Linked DNA regions of Mus musculus: regions 2 and 3 are each linked to region 1. A link is a contact called in public HiChIP or PLAC-seq and promoter capture Hi-C data. All regions are on one chromosome and are shown on one strand. Each heading gives the region's core, a stretch centred on a gene start, on an enhancer-like site or on the middle of the called end of the contact. The rest is flanking DNA. Distances are from core to core; before and after follow the strand shown.

Region 1 (2,824 bases), core at 176-2,675:
TCCCTTTACCCATCATGCCCTGATGTCTAGAAGGGTTGAGGCGCTAAAGCAATCTCGGAAAAATCAGAGCTTTTCTTCAGGACAGGCTCAACGCAAGTTAAGAAACCCTTTTCGTCCTTTAATGGAAATCTGTTTTCCTAAAGAGCTCCGTTTAAACCCGCCTGGAGTGGAGCTGGCAGAGACTTCAGCCAGCCTTTGGGTTCCCTTTGACCTTGATTATGACCAGGAGTGTCGCTGCTAATTGCGAGGCCTGCCTCAAGGTGGAAAATGGCATCGGTTTCCACCACCACCCAGGAGAAGCCAAGTTCTGTGGACCACGACAGCGGTTAGGTTCTTTTCAGGCCGCGTCTCGCCACCCAGAGAGCAGCGCGGAGGCCGCCTACAGGTGCAGTCCCGCCACTGCGCCCGGGCTGGAGGCTGGCGGAGCCCTCGGCGTCTCAGAAAGCCCTTCCCGAAGTCCGGGCTGAGCCCCCGGGTGCCCGCCGGCCACTCCCCCTGCTTCCCCCACGCCTCTGCCCCGGCGCGGTCTGGAAAGGACGCTGGGAGCCCCTCCGAGGCTCCACGGACATGGATTTGGGAAGGGATGGCGCGCGGCCGAGGCTTTCCCTCGAGTTTGCGGCAAGTCTGACTCCGGGAAAGTTTTTCAAAGTTCCCAGCAGAGTCTGCCCAGGTCGCCTCTGCGGGGCGAGGAGACGGCGGCGAGCGCGCCAGTCTCGCCGCCGCCAGCACAGGGCTCTGGGCTCGCTTGCTGGGAGCGGCCCGGGTTCCCGGCGGGCAGGCCCTCCTCCCCGGGGCAAAAGCCGCAGCTGACGCAGGCGGCTCCGAAGGCGGAAGCCGCCCGCCCCAACTGCTCCGGCCGTACCGCGGCGCCTACACCTGGGGCTTGCAAGGGAGCCCAGGCCGTGCACCGAGGGGGCGGTCCAGCGGAGGCGCTCTGGGCTTCTCAGAGCCATGGGCTCCTCCACGGTCCTTCCAGGTTCCTTTCTCCTGGCCCGGGCTCCCCGGGACACTGATCTGCGTGTGGGGGCCCCTCGGGCGGCCATGCCACCCGGTCCGTCCCGCAACTTCCAACCCCTTCTCAATTTCTCCCCTCCCCAACAACCCGGAGGAAAGGGGCGTGCCCAATAGATGGCACGCCCCTTATGAATATTAACAATCGCGCATGCGCCTTGTTCCGCGTGTTGAGAAGAGGTGGCCAGCCGGAGTCCCGGCTCCCAGACCGGCGCTCCGGGTCCCTTCGAGAGCCAGGCGGGCACGCGTCATTGTGTTACCTGCAGCCGGCCGGCGAGCTAGGCTCAGGTTTTTTTTTTTTTTTTCCTCCCCTCCCTCCCCGCGTTTCATGCAGCTGATCTGAAAGGGAATAAAAGGCTGCGCATAATCATAATAATAAAAGAAGGGGAGCGCGAGAGAAGGAAAGAAAGCCGAGAGGTGGAAGAGGGGGGAGCGCCTCAAAGAAGCGATCAGAATAATAAAAGGAGGCCGGGCTCTTTGCCTTCTGGAACGCGCGGCTCTTGAAAGGGCTTTTGAAAAGTAGTGTTGTTTTCCAGTCGTGCATGCTCCAATCCACGGAGTATATTAGAGCCGGGACGCGGCGGCCGCGGGGGCAGCGACGACGGCAGCCTCGGCGGGAGCACCAGCGCTAGCAGCGGCGGCGGCGTCCGGAGTGCCCGTGGCGCGCGGCGCAGCGATGCGGTCCCCACGGACGCGCGGCCGGCCCGGGCGCCCCCTGAGTCTTCTGCTCGCCCTGCTCTGTGCCCTGCGAGCCAAGGTAGGAGTCTCTCTCCCGCTCTTGCTCCCCGCGGTCCTCTCCCTTCCCTCGTGGCGTTCTGGACGGGAGCGGCTGTGGCTCCCAGTGCAAGTTCCGGAGCCCTTGAGTACAAGGCTCCCTGACCCTGACTTTTCACCCGAGAGGCAGCACCCGGTGAGGGAACGCTGGTTCCCCAGAGGGGAGCCCCTGGCCTCGAAAGATAAACTCCTCCAGGCTGGGCAAAATGCGATCATTACGTTCTCACGGTCCTTCGGGGCACTTGTCTTAGTTTTCCCGCACTTGTGTTTTTTATGCCCCCAAACCAGGTTGAGCCCTAAACCTAGTTTTTGCAAAATTATTTTCACTTGCCACCGAGGATCTTTGGCAGCCTGGGGTGTGTGTATTGGGGGTGGGGGGTGTCAAGGAGTCTCCACCTCCACCTTCAGAGAAAACTTTCTCATGCGTTGACCTTCCTTCCTCGCTGGCAGGTGTGCGGGGCCTCGGGTCAGTTTGAGCTGGAGATCCTGTCCATGCAGAACGTGAATGGAGAGCTACAGAATGGGAACTGTTGTGGTGGAGTCCGGAACCCTGGCGACCGCAAGTGCACCCGCGACGAGTGTGATACGTACTTCAAAGTGTGCCTCAAGGAGTATCAGTCCCGCGTCACTGCCGGGGGACCCTGCAGCTTCGGCTCAGGGTCTACGCCTGTCATCGGGGGTAACACCTTCAATCTCAAGGCCAGCCGTGGCAACGACCGTAATCGCATCGTACTGCCTTTCAGTTTCGCCTGGCCGGTGAGTGAGCGACACACCGACAGAGTCGAACGCGGGGCCGAGCCCTATATTGCCTTGAGAAGGATTTAATGCCACTTGAAACTTGGCACTAAGTTGAGAGGCTTTGGGGGTGGCAAGTTTGAGAGTCCAGACTACAGCTGGACCTGGACAAGATGAGACGGGCGGGTCTTCCATTCTGGGTGGTGTCTGCTTAGCGCAGCGAAATGGGGTCTCTGAAGAGCATTGCTGGGGGAAAGTACGCAAGGATGCTAATTTTATGCTTGCTACTTCCAGTTCCCACCCT
Region 2 (2,824 bases), core at 175-2,674, 340 kb before region 1:
ACTGAGGATAGAGGGCTCTGGTACTCCAGCCCCACACATCACAAGGCTTCAACCAGTACTGCTGCCATTCTCCTTATGGCTCTGAAGACAGCAGAAGGAAAAGTTATGGAGAGAATATAAGTTTTGGTATGGAACCAGTGCTGGTTGACTGATGTGCAATCCTTTCCTGAAGGTATCCAAGGTCTTATATGGTTTCCTTGTCATAATGCAGATTGAGACCTAAGTTTGGGTATTTATGTTTGTTACTGCATTACAGAGTGGCTATTTCTGATAAAACTAGTACCTTCGTCTCAAAATACATGTGATTTCTCCTGACTCCTTCAACCTCACTCATCAGTGAAGCCTATCAGAGCAAAAGCCCTTCCATCCTGCATTTGTCCTGCAGTATTCAAGCTGTGTAAGAGCCCCCATTGTTGACATATCAACAGGGGGACAGTTTTCTTTGAATTCTATCCTTGTCTGTTGTAACTGGAACTTTGTTTTGCCATAAATGAAAAGACTCATAATAAAGCTGATGAAGCACCCTGAGAGAAGTTTCTAGAAAGAATCAGAAGTGAGGGAGCAAACACTGTTGTGAAGGAACTATGCCCCAAAACGGGTGGGGGCAAAAAGAAAGGAAGAAAGAGAAAAAAGTGGAAAGAAAGAAAAAAAAAAAGACAGCAAGAAACTTTATTCAATCAACAGTAAAAGCCAATGGAGAAGGCATGAAAGCCACAGACCTATGATTAAAGACTTAGTCATCTTTTTTAGTGTATACAAGGTGAATGGATAGATATTCAATATACTTCACATAGCAGCTCCTCTGTCTGTCTTCCTGGAGAAAAGGGGCTGGCTTAAGAAAGTTCCAGTTGATATTTTGTGTGTTTATTTTACTCCTGTCATCTTACTTGCAGTACAAATTGCCGCCACCACAAAAAAGCAGGGGGAAAGGCAAATGGCATGGAAAAAAAATAACTGTATAATTTCAATGTTTACGGTTTTAATATTTAAGGCTGGTAAAAGTAATACAGATTGGAGTCGGTCCCGTAGCCTGTTTCATTCCTACCTGGAAGGCTTATTAAAACACAAATTTCTGGGACCAGTTTCACAATAGCTTTGAGTCTGAAAGAAAAATTTTAATAGCTGTGTGTGTATATATATATATTGTTCATGTGTGCATGGCTGTGTTTATATGTGTGCACACGCCATGCTGTATTTGTGTGATGCACGAAAGTCTGCAAATGTATGTGGCTTATGAAGCTACAGAGAGGCCAGAGCACAATGTTGGTGTCTTCCTCTGTAGCTTTCTGTCTTATTGGTAAGATTCTAACTGAGACAGGCTCACTATTTCAGCTTGGCTGGCTGACCAGCAAACTCGTGGGATATACGGTTGCTGGGGTTACAGGGACATACAGCCATGCATTGTTTTGTATGAGGTTGCTGGAGATTCAAACTGAATCCCTAATGTTTGCAATGTCAATGCCCTTACCCACTTAGCCATCTGCCTAGCCCCTGAGAGAAGGTCTTAACAATGCTGATATTGCTACTCTAGGACTACACTTTTCAGACCATTGTAAAAGAGGAAAATGCTGTTTGTTTCCTTTAACATTAACCCTTTCATCCTTTAGCCCTTCTTGATGCAAAGAATGAATTACAGTCTCCAACACACTGTGGCACTTTCACCCGCATGATAGTGGGAAAGAATGCTGATACAACTGCTCTCTCTGTCTTTATACTCTCAGTACAGTAGACAATAAATTACACAAGATATTCAGCACTATAGAATACAATAGGCTAACAATCAAGCTTTACTATAAGCTATAGCCTATAACTATAGGCTTATGTAACTGTTGTATTCAAGTTAGCTAGGTATGACGTTTGGGGTGTGCATGCATTATACATACCTATCACATAATATATAAAGTTTATGATGCCCTTGTTTCTTAAGTGTCAGGAAGATCCATTCTGAATGTACAGATACGGTATACCATTGTTGGAGCAACTAGTTCTTTAGGAAGCAACTGTGACCTCTGGAAAGAGTTAGCAGATCTGTAGCAAGGACTTGAAGCCCTTCCCCACAATCCACCAAGAGAATTCTTTTCAACCTCCATACTAAATTGTGTCAAGAAAGAGAACAGAAATGCCCACTTTACTATTCTGAATATCACTTAGAAAACTATTAATGTGGATGGAGATTATCTGGAAAAACATACATAAATGAAGTTCCAGATGGCTTCATGCCAGGAAAAATAATCAGTTAAAATTAAAAAACAAGTTAAATCAAACTGTCTTGGCTTAATTGAGTCCGTCCTGAAAGTTTTTCTACAACAAACAGGGTGCTTTCAGTAGGTGAGAATGAAATGGTCCAGATCCTTGCTTGGTTTATGCCCCTGTCTCCTCTTTCCTTTGAGCAAATTATGCAATCTGAAGGATGTTTCAAAGGGAAAAGCCAATTCCGGCTTCAAATGTCATGCAGCACACATAGAGGAAATACCTACTTACGGCTGAAATGATCAGATACACTCTTTGCAGGGTGAAGGCCAATTCCACAGAAATGGTATGAAACCAATAACACATAGGTTATTGCCAATATGTGCAGCTGTCAGCTGGCTAGTACATACATGTACATGATTCTAACGAATTGTCTTGGGGGATTGGCTTGGGGTTCCTCGGGGATCATTTCTCAAGAAGCTTAAGGTGAAAGAACATTTATGTGGGTATCAATATCTACCACCCTAAGAAGCTCACTGTCCCTCTTTATGTCTTTACTCTCTTGATCACTGCCAAGTTCTGTCATTTTCATCCAGTAACATCTGTACAGAGTGGTGAGAGGAGTCAGCAGATA
Region 3 (2,824 bases), core at 93-2,592, 260 kb before region 1:
AGTATTTGTGTAAATGAATCAAATCAAAGCAGAAGTCAGACGTTGTCAGTCTGAGCATACCCACCCCAGGTATGACCCTATCCACTACATCTCTATTTCTAACATCAGATGCTACCTCATGGTAGCTTCCTGAGCAATACACACACTTTGGTCTCTTTACCTACAGAACCAGGATCAAAAACCAGGTCCTCCCTCAGATGACTTATGTTGCTATTATTAGAGGATCAAGTTCAGCTCCACCATTGTCATTGCTGGGCTAGGGCCCATACCAACAAGTGCCTTGAGTTCCACAGTTAATCCCAGAAGGTTGGCATCATTCTAAGCTTACTGACAGAAGAGGAAACTGAGGCTATCCTTGGTGTGTAACTCTTCAAAGGTCTACTCAGTGAGGTTTGAGGATGACCTGCACCGGCAGAGTCTCTCACCCTACCCTTACCTGCTGAGTCACAATCCAAAGACAACCCCCAAATTATTCTTAGCCATATTAAATCATAAATCAAAGTGCCCCAGGTCACAGTGCCAGGAAATATCAAGTCCAGAAAAACAAATCCAAACAGAATGAATGTATAGCCTAAACTCTTCCATCCATTCTACAGGCAGGATTCTTGCTTCCTGAAGGAAGTAGGATGGGCTTCGTTCTTCTTACTAGTCATGATCGGGATGGCAGACAAACCCTGGATACTCTGTACACTCCTTCTCTGAGTGATCTTTAAATGTATTGTGTATTATCAGAATAATCTTTAGAATAACTTGTACTCTACATCGATAAAACTATCTTAAACCAAAATGGCAACACACCCTTCCCCATTTCTAATAAGGGTAAGAATTATGCATAAAGTTTAAGTGGAAACTAAAAGCACTTTGGTGAGCCTGAGAAAAAGTTCTTTTAGAGATCTCTGTTGTGGAGGGAAGGGTGGCCAGGGACAACTTCAGGTACCAAAAAGGACTTTTCTTTCCTAAGAATTGGCCTTGGTTTCTCTCTTGGTGCGTTGGCTTTAATGACATCTGAAAGGTCCTCCACTTTGCTGTGAATCGACCCCCAAAGCAGATTAAACCACCCCTCCTCATTTGTTGGGTTGTTCTGGAGTAGTAAACACAGTGCTCTCCCAAGCTCTTTTCCAAGATGGATTGTATATAAAGCATGTGTGGGGCTGGAGATGATAGTACGCTGGAGGCTCTCAGCAATCGGTGTTTACAGACTATAATGGAAACCACAAGTTTCATCTTTAACTCAAGTCAGTATACATTCCTTCAACCCGCAGGCAAATTGGGACAGGGAGAGGGGCTGGGAGGAGCTCCCAAATGAGTCATCATTTCACATTTTTTAACAACTTGATGAACATCTAGAAATGCTGCACTCGCCAGAAAAAATACAGTTTTCTTCTCCCCACACCCACCACCACTGGCTTCAACAGTGGCCCTATTTGAATGTGGAATTTCTTGAGCATCTACTTGAATTGTCATAATAGAAGGTGTGTGACTGACATCTCTACCATGGAATTACAGGCATACAAAGACCCCACAGCTAACATTAAATTAAAAACCACCCTTCTTATTGCCCCAAATATGAGAGGGGAGAAGCATTATTTCTCTTAGGTTCCATTAATCCTCTGGAAAGCCCCATCCCTAGGTGCTTGGGGGAAAAAGGGGGGGAATGGAATTCCCAGATCTGCAAAGCATCCTTCTCAGCCAAGATTCGTGGTGCTAACAGACAGATGGTAAGTGGAGCTGGGTTCTAAAGCCAGAGCTGTGTGCCTTTGGGTCTCTCAGATCTATGTGTGTGATCACTGAAAAATTTCAGATCATCTGAAACAGCAGGCTCTGTGTGATCTTGGTAAATATGGCATCCCTGCCTCTCTTACACAGTCAGCAGCCACATGCATCATGTGGGTGAGCAAAGGGAGATGATGTATGTGTGTCTCGGGCATACATGTTTTACTACTACTACATTAAGTCATTAGTTTTTCAATAACTCTTTGATAACTGAAAGAGGAAAAAAACTGAGTTTTATTTCTATGTTTTATCATGAGCTCCTAATAAATTCTATTTTGTTTTTCCATTTTACCTTCTCTCTTTATTTTTAGTAGTATAGCATATGTGCACGTGTCCTACCAGTTATGACCAGAACAATGCCGTTTGTCCTTAAAAGTTTGCATGTTTCAGAGAAATGCCCATTCCATAGGCAACTTAGGGGAAGAGAAATTTTGAGTCAGTCTATTTTATAAGGATTCTTTGAGGTACTTGTAATGTCAGTATTTGGGAGGTGGAGGCAGGAATTCAATGCTATTCATGGCAACATAGGGTAGCTTCAGCTACATGAGAACCTATGTTTAAAAAATCCCCAAATAAGATAAAAATAAAACAAGAAGTGGGATGCAAAACCAGGCACACCTTAGTACCAGGACACTGGTTCTGAAACTCATGAGAATAAGAGATCCATGAATGATCAATGCTCAGTTCCTTTCTAGGCAAAAAAACGTGTGATCACTGCACACTGCCTGCTCCACTCTGCTTTATATAACAATCTCTAGATTATTAATAATGCCTAACACAATGAAAGTGTTACATGCACAATTTCTATATTCTACTGTTAAAGACTAATAACAAGATTCAGTCTGCTTGTGTTCAATATAGATGTGACTTTATCTTTGTCTCCAGTTGGAGGACTAACTCTGTTGATACAGAACCTATGGATACAGAAAACCAACTGTAAACCATTTCTATTGTGATGGCCTGGATAGCTCATAGATGCTTATTCGATGTCCCCACAGATTAGCATTAAAACTGAACGTTGTTGCAAAGAAATAACTTGTTTGAGTTGAAT

What was found. Promoter capture Hi-C pulls out the DNA fragments that hold promoters and counts their contacts. HiChIP or PLAC-seq counts read pairs in DNA pulled down with a chosen protein or histone mark.
Region 2: an H3K27ac HiChIP or PLAC-seq map of neural progenitor cells shows a contact between it and region 1, with 5 times the contacts expected there. The contact joins the enhancer-like site here to the promoter of Jag1 in region 1. A contact is called at or near these places in 11 of 39 promoter capture datasets (the 3T3-L1 cell line, 3T3-L1-derived adipocytes, the HPC-7 cell line and 7 more), 1 of 15 datasets of contacts at CTCF or cohesin (the NIH/3T3 cell line), 4 of 484 Hi-C or Micro-C datasets (the 3T3-L1 cell line, MC3T3-E1-derived osteoblasts, embryonic fibroblasts and 1 more), 9 of 115 datasets of contacts at active chromatin or transcription factors (craniofacial prominence, embryonic forebrain, embryonic hindbrain and 6 more) and 1 of 9 other capture datasets (adipose tissue).
Region 3: a promoter capture Hi-C map of the 3T3-L1 cell line shows a contact between it and region 1, with 11 times the contacts expected there. The contact joins the enhancer-like site here to the promoter of Jag1 in region 1. A contact is called at or near these places in 8 of 39 promoter capture datasets (the 3T3-L1 cell line, 3T3-L1-derived adipocytes, cranial neural crest and 3 more), 2 of 15 datasets of contacts at CTCF or cohesin (both in the NIH/3T3 cell line), 4 of 484 Hi-C or Micro-C datasets (the 3T3-L1 cell line, the N1E-115 cell line, nephron progenitors and 1 more), 7 of 115 datasets of contacts at active chromatin or transcription factors (craniofacial prominence, embryonic limb bud, embryonic stem cells and 3 more) and 1 of 9 other capture datasets (adipose tissue).

Annotation. Positions count from the first base shown.
Region 1 is chr2:137,115,121-137,117,944 of GRCm38.p6, reverse strand. Jag1 (jagged 1) reads left to right here and starts at 1,425. Exons shown (of 26, transcript NM_013822.5): 1 at 1,425-1,768; 2 at 2,236-2,541. The coding sequence starts at 1,688.
Region 2 is chr2:137,456,156-137,458,979 of GRCm38.p6, reverse strand. No RefSeq gene overlaps it. Among named protein-coding and RNA genes, the nearest start is that of Gm14055, 170 kb to the right of the region's middle. Within about 2 kb of position 1,424, at least 19 of the 459 cell types and tissues checked have an H3K27ac peak or open chromatin away from gene starts, as enhancers often do. A contact at or near this core is called in neural progenitor cells and neural stem cells, where this site is marked.
Region 3 is chr2:137,373,954-137,376,777 of GRCm38.p6, reverse strand. No RefSeq gene overlaps it. Among named protein-coding and RNA genes, the nearest start is that of Gm14055, 88 kb to the right of the region's middle. Within about 2 kb of position 1,342, at least 11 of the 459 cell types and tissues checked have an H3K27ac peak or open chromatin away from gene starts, as enhancers often do.